Linked DNA regions of Hordeum vulgare: region 2 is linked to region 1. Evidence: chromatin contacts called from public Hi-C data. All regions are on one chromosome and are shown on one strand. The core of a region is the stretch at or near the end of the contact, and the rest is flanking DNA. Distances in the headings are between cores, read along the strand shown.

What was found. Hi-C and Micro-C count contacts between places; a contact is called where the count stands out from the background.
Region 2: a contact with region 1 is called in a Hi-C map of seedling, with 2.3 times the contacts expected there. The contact joins the promoter of LOC123443459 here to the promoter of LOC123443458 in region 1. A contact is called at or near these places in 1 of 6 Hi-C or Micro-C datasets (seedling) and 1 of 1 datasets of contacts at active chromatin or transcription factors (embryo).

Annotation. Positions count from the first base shown.
Region 1 is chr3H:186,047,478-186,053,653 of MorexV3_pseudomolecules_assembly, reverse strand. It overlaps LOC123443458 (phosphatidylinositol transfer protein 3-like), which reads left to right and starts at 3,102. Exons shown (of 6, transcript XM_045119832.1): 1 at 3,102-3,442; 2 at 4,189-4,309; 3 at 4,401-4,580; 4 at 4,911-5,009; 5 at 5,585-5,827. The coding sequence starts at 4,235.
Region 2 is chr3H:186,466,160-186,471,466 of MorexV3_pseudomolecules_assembly, reverse strand. LOC123443459 (pre-mRNA-splicing factor SPF27 homolog) reads right to left here and starts at 2,870. Exons shown (of 7, transcript XM_045119833.1): 1 at 2,497-2,870; 2 at 176-351. The coding sequence starts at 2,745.

The DNA of each region.
Region 1 (6,176 bases), core at 1,853-4,352:
TGATCTTAATTCTTCTTTCGTAGTTGCGGATGCTTGCGAGATAGGGTAATCATATGTTGGTTGTTTGTTCAAGCAAGAACAACACCTTAACACCAATCCACCCACATATCAAATTATCAAAGTAGAGAACGCGAATCAACTCAACATGATGAATATGACTAGACTGAAATTCCCATGTGTCCTCGGGAGCGCTTGCTTAATATAAGAGTACGTTCAGGCCTGTCCTTTGCTACAAAAAATATTGTGCTACATTGATGCACCTTTGCTACGATTGTTACTTTTCATTTGTTACGAATTATCTTGCTACAAAACTATATATCACTGTTACTTACAACACTTGCAGAGAATACCTTGCTGAAAACCGCTTGTCATTTCCTTATGCTCCTTGTTGGGTTCGACACTCTTACTTATTAAAAGGACCATGATTGATCCGCTATACTTGTGGGGTCATCAAGACTCTTTTCTGGCGCCGTTGCCGGGGAGTCAAGCACCTTTGGTAAGTGGGAATTAGTAAGGAAACATTTTCTATACGTGTTGAAATTTATTGTTGCCTGTCACTATGAACATTCACCCTTTGAGTGGCTTGTTCGGGGCATATTCGCCTCGAACGATAGTTGAGAAAGTTGTTTCACAACCTACTGAACATACTGAAAGTATTTATTATGATATTCCTTCAGGTATGGTAGAGAAACTGTTGGCTAATCCTTATAACAGTTCAACTCATCCTGATTATCATTTGATATATGTCGATATGATTTGTGGATTGTTTAAGCTCTCAGGTCTACCCGGAGAGAAAGTTAAGAAGAAAAATTTTCCATTTATCTTTGGAGGGAAAAGCACTAATGTGGTACATGCTATTGGATGATATTGGATCATGGGACTGGAATCACTTCAGGCTGGAATTTCATCAGAAGTTTTATCCTATGCATCTAATTCATCGTGATCGGAACTTTATTTATAGTTGTTGGCCTCGTGAAGGAGAAAGTATCAATCAAACTTGGGGGAGGCTTAACACTTGCCCCGACCATGAGCTCTCGAGAGAAATGATTATACAAAATTTTTATGCTCGACTTTCTCATGATGATCAAGCATCACTCGATTCTTGTGCTACCGGTTCCTATATCAAGGAGACTATTGAATTCAAATGGGATCTTCTGAAAAGGATTAAACACAACTCTGAAGATTGGAAATTCGACGAAGGTAAAGAGTCAGGTATAAAGATTAATCTTGATTGTGTTAAATCTTTTATGGAAACTACTTCTTTCCATGAGTTTTCACAATAAATATGGTCTTGACTTTGAAATACTAGCTACTTTTTGTGAATATTTTGCTACCCATGTTGATCTTCCCAGAGAGAAGTGGTTTAGATATCATCCTCCCATTGAAAAACTATCTGAGGAACCTATTAAAATTAAGAAGGAAGAAATAATTGTTGCCAAATCTATAAGTCATGTGATGCCAACGCTTCTAATATGATGGTGATCTCTCTGGTGTGACCTTGATACATTCCTCGCAAACCTTTGGGGCACTTATTTCAGCGTCGATGCATGCAATCAATTAAACCGAGCATTCCTAGAGACCCTCTTGCCTCTCTAATAGCCAACAACTTCTCGTGTCCTGCACATTTGGTTCTCTCAGATACTCTGCTCCAAACACCACGACCACAACACGGGCGAACTTGATAGTAGTATTCCGGTATGTGCGCTCCCCATCTTGACCATCTCACCAACGACACGCCGCAGTATCAAGTGCAAGCATTCTAAGAGCAGTCGTGCACTTCTGCTTGACTGGGAAAGAGAGTTGACCTTAGCAATCCCCCGTGAGCTTGAAGTAGTCATCGTGTGCGTCCACTCCGTCCAAGTGTGTAAAAACAATGGTTTTCGCATGCGAAAAAAAGATGCCACCATGGATCATCCGGGAAAGTTGGGTTCGGAGCAAAGTAGTCCTTCTGCAGTAGCTTTGCTCTGGATACTCTATCCATATTGATCATCCCTCTCCCTTTGATTGAGCCCATGAAATTGAGAATATGCTCCACTTGTCGGTCCATTTCTTCTTGCGTACTCATAAGCATGATCATGTCCACTTCTTTGTCTGAATCCGACGAAGCGAAGAGCTGATTTTCAATCATTTGATCAAGCTCCATGGATTCATACACCCCGCGGGACGAAGCATCAGAATCCATCATTTTCCCTACAAAATCACAAAAAATCCGGCCAGACAATGTGCATCCAATGCAAGGCGGAGCTAGAGAGTTACCGGACGTATCACGGTGTCTTCCGAGCCGACAACGACGTCCCCCACAACGAGGATGGGACAGAAGACTGCTCTGCTGGAGCTGGCGGGGCAGAGGCTAGGAACAACTACGAAGTGCGCGTGGCGACAGAGCTGCGAGACGGACGACGCGGAGAAGGAAGAAGAGAGAAGGAGCAAATGAATCCGGCATTTCTGCCGGATGAATTTGGTGCAATTTGCGGTGGGGTCGGACTGTCGTGTCCGACGTGACGGGCGTGCACGGGCGCCCCTATATCTGACCTATTGGGTTGAATATGAGAGATGTTGGTCAGCCCATATATTTGAGGCCCGTTTGAGGCGTTCGGTAGGGTCAAAATTTCATGACTAGTCACTAACATGCGACCCAACTAGGTGTTTAAGACGGATATAAGGAGTTTGGTCGTAGATGCTCTTACTTTACAAAAAAAACATATGCTACTTGTTTTAAGAACGGAGCATAGCTTAGATGATCATGTTCCTTGTGGTGTGATGATCGTATTTATTTATTTATTTCAGGCCTTCTCGCGATGTATCCTTTGACAGGTTCTCGTCGATTATGAAAGTGTCTTTAAACCGCGATGACTTCGTCAATCTTAAAATGTTACGCTGGCTCGTATCTTAAAGGTTTTCATTGGGATGCGTGCATGCAATTACAGGGTTGATTGTATATGCGTGTCTGTGTTATATATATTTTTTATACTTTTACACTACATCTACTTTGCAAATCCTTGTGGCACCTCTCTCGCTAAAAGAAAAATATGGAGGGGCACCTCCTGCAGTCCTGCCGACCACCCGTACTGAAACCGACGCGCGGCGCGCCCACGGCCGCTGCGGCCGACACCTGACGGCTGACGCGCTAACGCCTGGCTGGTGCTCCCGCCGCACGGTGGCGAGGCGACTTTCCGCCCCTCCGCCCGCCCGCCCGGTCTCGCACGCCCCGCGTACGCCGCGAACGCGAAGGACTCTTCCCCCTCCCCCGCTCCGCTTTATCCCTCCTCCGCCTACCCCCACTAGGCCACCACCGCTCGGCTCTCTCAGCTGCCCCGCATTTCCTCCGCGGCTGCTCCTCACGGGGGATCCTTCCGAGAACGTGCGGTGCCTGGCGAGCGATCTCGGCGTGTCGTGTCGCCCGTCCTCGCCGGCGCCGAGAAGCGGGATCCTGACTCCCGAGGTGCGTGGCCGCCTCCTGCATCCCGGTTCCTCCTGTTCGACTGGCTCAGGCAGACGCGGGAACTGTTGCTGTGCTCTTTGGTTCTAGACTAGATAGAGGCCGGTTCGCTTGTAGATTTGCGGAGTTCTAGATCCCTCGGTTCTAGAACAAATTCTGTTTTGGTCGACTGGATGTGAGGAAATTTGGTAGATTTCGATCTGCCTCCCCTCGAATTCTAGCTATTCTTGCGCTGGTTACGCTCCTGGAAGATAGGAACCGCAGGTAGTTTTTTGGCGTTCACTTGATCTCGACCTGTTTGTTCTTCAGCCCACCGACAGCCGCGTGTAGCATCAGTAGATCCAGTTGTACAGAGAGAAACGTATCTAGATATTCCACAGTGTTATCGCGTCTTGATCGTTAGATGTTCCATCAGGCACCAATATTATAATCGACGTTACAGTGGAATTAGTGCCTTGCGCCTCTAGGTTCCTTCCATTTCAGAGGTTCCCATGGTTTATGGCTCATCCTGTTAATTTCCTCTCTTTTCTTTTCGTGGCTCTTGGAGCTGTGCGTTTTTTTATTATGAATTTCTTAGTTTTTTTTGTTCTATAAGTTACAAACCAGATTTTGTTAGTTTTGTACTACGTTGTTACCTGTATTTTCACTGGCTTAATGAGTTGTCATTCTGTTCCTTGGCCAGTTCTTTTCCCCATGCAAAGATGGAGATAATTTATGCGCAGTCATTCGTGTGATAATATTTTTTGCAGGTGTTTCAGTTACATATCTGATAGTCGTCCCCCTCTAGTTAGCAAAATGTCGTTTCTATGGAAGTCGAGCAATGGTGGTACAACAGAGAAAACCTTGACTCTGGAAGAACAGCAAGAGAAAGTAAGATACTATTCTTCAACTTTAGAGCTCTATTTGCCTCAACCGAAGTACTTAATCCTAAGGCCATTTGGCTGTTCTATTTACCGAGCAGATAAATGAGGTACGAAAGCAACTTGAAGAACCCTCGTCGCTAGCAATACAGGGTTTCCTTTCGGATGCCTCGATACTAAGATTCCTTCGAGCTAGAAACTGGAATGTGCAGAAATCGAGTAAAATGCTGAAATCAGCTGTGAAGTGGCGGGCAGCATACAAGCCAGAAATGATTTCCTGGGTATGTATGGCTTAACCAATTCTTATGTTTATGTTCGATTGTAGGTTCATGCATTTATTGGCAAAACAAAAGAGCAGTGTAATTAAAAATTGCCGAGAAATTGGAAGAGCGGGCAGTACTCAAGAAGCACGCAGAGTAAGTTTAGTATTGGAGGAATAAGCTTGCCAGTGACAGTAACACACCACTGTGCTGATTAAATGATATTGATATTGCTGAACTGTTGGCTGAAAACATTATAATGCGAAAGAAAACTGTTCTTGATACTTCAGAAGTTACTTGTATTTCCTGTTTTTCAAGGTAATATAAGCTTTTCATACTTTCAACATCCAGGAAGAAATTGCGCATGAAGCAGAGACTGGAAAGATATATAGGGCTGACTACAAGGACAAACTTGGAAGAACTGTTCTTGTTCTGAGGCCAGGCTTAGAGGTTAGCTCCTTCACTGCAGAGTAAATATCTGGAAATAATTTCATCATAAGATACTTAAGATGTATATTTGGTATTTCCATGAAGAAACATGATTATATATATTCATGTGCATATACCTCTGACATAATAATCTTTGGAATCATATTGGAGTTGCTTGATCTGAATAAATCGTAGAAGTGTGAAAAGGACATAGCGACTGTGAACCACAATTATGGAGCTATCATGTTAACCCTGCTGGTATGAGCCCCAGAGTGATCTATCAACCTTCAAGAAGTTCAAAATTCATACTCAAATACTCAATCATTGTTAGGAGATACGAGCACAAAAGATAATTTCACGTTTGTTTGTAAATCATACATGTTTTTCTTCTTCGTAATATGCATGAATCTTGGGAAGCAGTTTTTGTTACCTTTTCTGTTTTTGTTCTATGCCTATTTACTTTATTGTGTAAATTATGGGGATGCCTCTGTGTTTGTTTTCTACTAGTTTTGTGTTGACTCTCATCTCATCCTACATCACTCTGGAAGTCTGGAGTGGTTATTCTAACTGTGCTTGCTTAATGTTGAATATAACAGAACACTACCTCGGGGAAGGAACAGATTAAGTATCTTGTTTACTCTCTGGAGAAAGCGATTATGAATCTGACGGATGATCAGGAGAAGATGGTGTGGATGATAGACTTCCAGGGCTGGACCATGGGAAGCACACCGCTGAAGGTGACCCGGGAGACCGTGAGTGTCTTGCAAGACTGTTATCCCGAGAGATTGGGACTTGCAATCCTTTACAATCCTCCTAGATTATTTGAGTCTTTCTATAAGGTGAGCGGTTGCACAACCTCAATTATCATGATTACTCTGTGAACAACATTTATGCTTTTTGTTTTCTACATTCAAGAAGTACTATTGTGCCAGTATTCGACAGTTCTTTGCTTTATTGCTAATTCTGTAGTCAGATCACAGCTCTTTAGTTATCCCACCAATTTGTCTTCTTTTTAAAAATACCAATTTGTCTTTTCTAATTATGTTAGCTGTATTACTTCGTCATATTTGGCGGTCTCCTCTAAATCTCTAATATATCTTTTTTAGTGTGAATTAACCGTTAAAAATTCCATTGTGGTGTGCTGTGTTCCTTGATACAAAATCCAAACTGTGGAAGCACTTATAAACC
Region 2 (5,307 bases), core at 1,621-4,120, 420 kb before region 1:
AAATCCCTACAGAAGCTATTTTGCTTTAATACAACTTTATAATAACATTCATATTCATAACTTAAAAAAAAAGTTACAAACAGACTGCCTTAGTGAGCTATCAATGTGTATGTATAGAAATGTCAATTCAGAACACATGATTCCACAAATGCAAATATTCAATAAGCAGCCTTACCGTACAATTTGATGCTGCAGCTGGCTCTGGGCATTCCGTAAAGCCTGCTTCCAAGCAACAACATCATTCCTCTTGTTCGCTGGGGGTGGCTCCAAACCATAGCGGGACATCTCTATGGTAGCAGGTGGCTTGCCAGCTCTAACACGTTCGTACTCTTTTGCAAGCATAGGATGATTCTAAAACAAAAATCTTAAATGAGAACATGACATATTACATTCAAACAACAAATCCAAATAATCAAAACAAGTAAGAAGTAAGTCTCCAGTTTTACTTTACATGCATACAAGAAAAATGCTGACCATTTAAGTACAGAAACGTACATACAAACACATCCATTTTTTCGCTCGCGCTCAACCCCCGAGATCTTTCCCCGGTTACTCTCTTCTCTCCTCCATGCGTGGAGGCGGCGGCGGCGGCGGCGTGCACCCCGGATCCCAGGGACGGGGCGACGCAGATGGATCTCAAGAAGCTGGATCTGGATCGATTGAGGTCGCACGCGGCTGGCGATTGAGATCGGGGCGGCGACTTCGTGCATGAAGCTGGATCGATCTTTCTGCTGCTGTATTTTCTGCTCATGCATGCACATCATGCGTGCTGTATCTCCTGCTATTGTATTTCCGGCCACCGTGCTGCTATATCTCCTACCACCGATGAAACAGGACTTGTGTGCTGCTGCATCCTGTTGAGGCGTGCTCGATGTGTGGTGTGCTTGCGTGCATGATGTGGAGGTGTGCTTGTGTGTGTTTACTCATGTATTGCTGATCTATCCCTTATTCATCCCTCAAACCAAACACTCCAATGACTATCCTCAACCATGTTTCATCCTTGAAACCAAACAAAAAAAAGGGCTAACCTCACCCACCCAACCAAACAAAAAAAGGGCTATCCCTAACCAGGTGGTTGGGGATACCCACAACCACTCTAGCCTGTCCCTCAAACCAAACACATCCTAAGTGCCTACTTCCAGCTTATAAGTGGAATTATGCAACAACGAAAAAAGTCAAAAACAATAATATTCGTCCGGCTCCGATGCGGCGACACCGGCGGGTGCCACCATTCCTTCCTGGAGGGTGTCAGTGGTAGCCATCCCCTACCTCCTTCCGTGTGCCGGGGGAAGCCCTAGGACTCGTCCGGGCAGCAGCGTCGTCGACGTCGCATCCATTCTTGGAGGTGCTGCTTGGCACGCGGCGGATCGGAGCCTCGGGCTGTGGTTGTTTGTCTCCGGAAGGCGCAGTGGTGCCGGGTCATCTGCTCCTTCTCGAGCTGCCGTTGTTGGCAGTTGTTTCTTTTTTGTTTTTTTGGGCTTGATGTGCTGTTCACCCCAGCAATGTTCACTGTACGGTGTTGGTTGCTTTGGAATACAAAGCGGGGGGAAACCCTTTTTCGGTAAAAAACAATTATTTTAAGCAAGGTTAGCCTTTTCTCCAGCCATTACAATAGGAAAGAAATGAACTTCCTAGCTAAGCAACATCACAGCCTACACTGAGTCCAAAAATTCAACAGCAATCTTCATCAAACAATACAACAGAATTACTTCATGTTTTACAGAAATCCATTACACTAGGCAGCATTCATAGCGTTGTTCTTCAATGGTGCATATTTCATCTTCAATGGTTCAATGTTGACCCCGTCAAAACAGCTATTCACTGTTGATAGGGGAAACATCCAGCGGTAATTTGCTCTTGAAATCAAATTTGTGAAATACTTTTCAACTAAATTGTCTGATATAGGTTTATAGCAATAGTAGAGAGTAATTAGTTGAATGAAAAATTGAGAACATAAGATATCCTTATCATGGTATAATGGGTAACCTGGGTTCCTTCAGAAGTATACACCGACCATATAAGAGTGAACCAAACATAGTTGAGTCCTTTCTTATGGGTTAGTGAATGTGGTATTCTGCAATGTTATTCCCCACGTACACATCCGACAGGGGGAAATTATTTCAGACCAGTTCTACTTAAAACACCCAATTGCATATGACAACGTATCAGCCTACAGCTCCCAGTTGCATATGACAACGTATCAGCCTACAGCTCCCAATTGCATAAGGCAGCCTCTTAGCCTACAGCTCCCAATTGAATATGTAGTCCTCGAAAGAGCTGTTTTCCAGAAATAATTCGGAAACAACCTAAACATTAACACACTATGTCGAAACTCCAAAAGCTAAAATAAAAAAGGAAATAAAACCTCAGTGCATCCCTTCTAAGTAGTACTACTATACAGGTATAAATATTTGGCGGCTTGGCCCTAATTGTCTCCTACGAACGCTAAGCGTTAGATCAGCGTTCTACAACAATAGAGAGGGCGCAGGAACCCACCTCAAATCCAATGATGGGATAGGGGGGCAGGTCGCGGAGGAAGTCGGCGGGCTTGCGGTGAGCGCGGCGCATCTCCTCCTCGACGAGGCGGTCAACCTCGCGCTTCACCGCCGGGTCGCCGTAGTCCCCGTCGATGTAGGGCAGCGCGTCCACCGTCTCAGCGTCCGGAGGCGGGCGCCAAGGCACACCCGCAGCCTCGGACGGTGGTGCCTCCAGCATAAGCACCTCCCTAGTCGCCGGCAAGGCCATCACGGCGGCCGCGCGCGAGCAGGTAGCCGCGGAAGCGAGCAAGGCGAGAGAGAGAGAGCGGGCGCGGGGTAGGTTAGGGTGTCGCGTCGGGGAGCAATGGGGCTGGAGGAAGAAGCTCAAGGCGCATGGGCCGCTTTACGTTTTGGGGCTACGTGGGTCATTAAATATTTCCAACCGAGAGAGATGCGGGCGTTTAAGGCCCAGTTCTTTGACGGCTTTTCAATACCCCGAGAAAAACAAACTTCTTTCACTACCCTTAAAAAAACAAGCTTCTTTCACAACTCGTTCAAAAAAAAAAGTTTCTTTCACAACAACATCTCTAGTAGATCTCGTAAGAGTTCGTCAGCCCTTAAATTTCTGACCGTTTTACAATTTCTTATTTTAGGTCCGATCAGATCCGTTAATTGAAATCTAGTCCATAAAATTTTTATACGCGACCCATATATCCATCCCACCGACATTATGGGCGTGTTTGGTTACCCGCGTTGCACCTGCATGGCATCCGAGATGCAATTTTCAGCTTGTTTGGTAAACCGTATGACCATCTCGGCCTGGCCTAACGGATGCAAAAAGTACCCTCTCAGCCAGGCTGAGAGCTACGTCGGATTCGGTTGTTCCTTGGATGCATGCACGAGTTGTGCAAAACGCCCTTCTCCTCCCATCCCCTCTGGCACGCAGGGGCACTGGCAGCCGGAGCCCCAGCCGCCGCTTGCCGTCGTCCCCGTCGGCCAGTGAGCCACCATCGGCCGCCTCCCGTCGGTCTCCGGCCGCCAGCCCCGCCGCCGAGCGTCTCCGCTCCCGTCGCCCCGATCTGGATCGGGGAGGGAGATGGCCTCGCCACCCGCGCCGCCATGCCCTCCGGCCGCCAGCCCCGCCGCCGAGTGCCTCCGCTCCCGTCGCCCCGATCTGGACCGGGGAGGGAGATCGCCTCGCCACCGGTTGCCGCGCCGCCTTGCCCTCCGGCCGCCAGCCCCGCCCCCGAGCGCCTCCGCTCCCGTCGCCCCGATCTGGATCGGGGAGGGAGATCGCCTCGCCACCGGTTGCCGCGCCGCCATGCCCTCTGGCCGCCAGCCCCGCCGAGCGCCTCCGCTCCCGTCGCCCCGATCTGGATCGGGGAGGGAGATCGCCTCGCCACCGGTTGCCGCGCCGCCATTGTTGGGGAACGTCGCATGGGAAACAAAAATTTTCCTACGCGCACGAAGACCTATCATGGTGATGTCCATCTACGAGAGGGGATGAGTGATTTACGTACCCTTGTAGATCGTGCAGCAGAAGCGTTAGTGAACGCGGTTGATGTAGTGGAACGTCCTCACGTCCCTCGATCCGCCCCGCGAACAATCCCGCGATCAGTCCCACGATCTAGTACCGAACGGACGGCACCTCCGCGTTCAGCACACGTACAGCTCGACGATGATCTCGGCCTTCTTGATCCAGCAAGAGAGACGGAGAGGTAGAAGAGTTCTCCGGCAGCGTGACGGTGCTCCGGAGGTTGGTGATGACCTTGTCTCAGCAGGGCTCCGCCCGAGCTCCGCAGAAACGCGATCTAGAGGAAAAACCGTGGAGGTATGTGGTCGGGCTGCCGTGAGAAAGTCGTCTCAAATCAGCCCTAAAACCTCCGTATATATAGGTGGGAGGGAGGGGAGGAGGCAGCCTCAAAACCCAAAGGTTTGGCCGAAATTGGAGGTGGAGGAGTCCTACTCCAATCCTACTTGGAGTAGGATTCCACCTTCCCACTTGGAAACTCTTTCCACCTTGTGTTTTTTCCTTCTCAAACCTTATGGGCCTTAGTGGGAACTTATTCCAGCCCACTAGGGGCTGGTTTATCTCTTCCCATAGCCCATGAGACCCCTTGGGGCGTGACACCCCTCCCGATGGTCCCCGGCACCCCTCCCGGCACTCCCGGTACACTACCGATGAGCCCGAAACTTTTCCGGTAATGCCCGGAAACTTTCCGGTAACCAAATGAGGTCATCCTATATATCAATCTTCGTCTCCGGACCATTCCGGAAACCCTCGTGACGTCCGTGATCCCATCCGGGACTCCGAACAACATTCGGTAACCAACCATATAACTCAAATACGCATAAAACATCGTCGAACCTTAAGTGTGCAGACCCTGCGGGTTCGAGAACTATGTAGACATGACCCGAGAGACTCCTCGGTCAATATCCAATAGCGGGACCTGGATGCCCATATTGGATCCTACATATTCTACGAAGATCTTATCGTTTGAACCTCAGTGCCAAGGATTCGTATAATCCCGTATGTCATTCCCTTTGTCCTTCGGTATGTTACTTGCCCGAGATTCGATCGTCAGTATCCGTATACCTATTTCAACCTCGTTTACCGGCAAGTCTCTTTACTCGTTCCGTAATACAAGATCCCGCAACTTACACTAAGTTACATTGCTTGCAAGGCTTATGTGTGATGTTGTATTACCGAGTGGGCCCCGAGATACCTCTCCGTCACACGGAGTGACAAATCCCAGTCTTGATCCATACTAACTCAACTAACACCTTCGGAGATACCTGTAGAGCATCTTTATAGTCACCCAGTTACGTT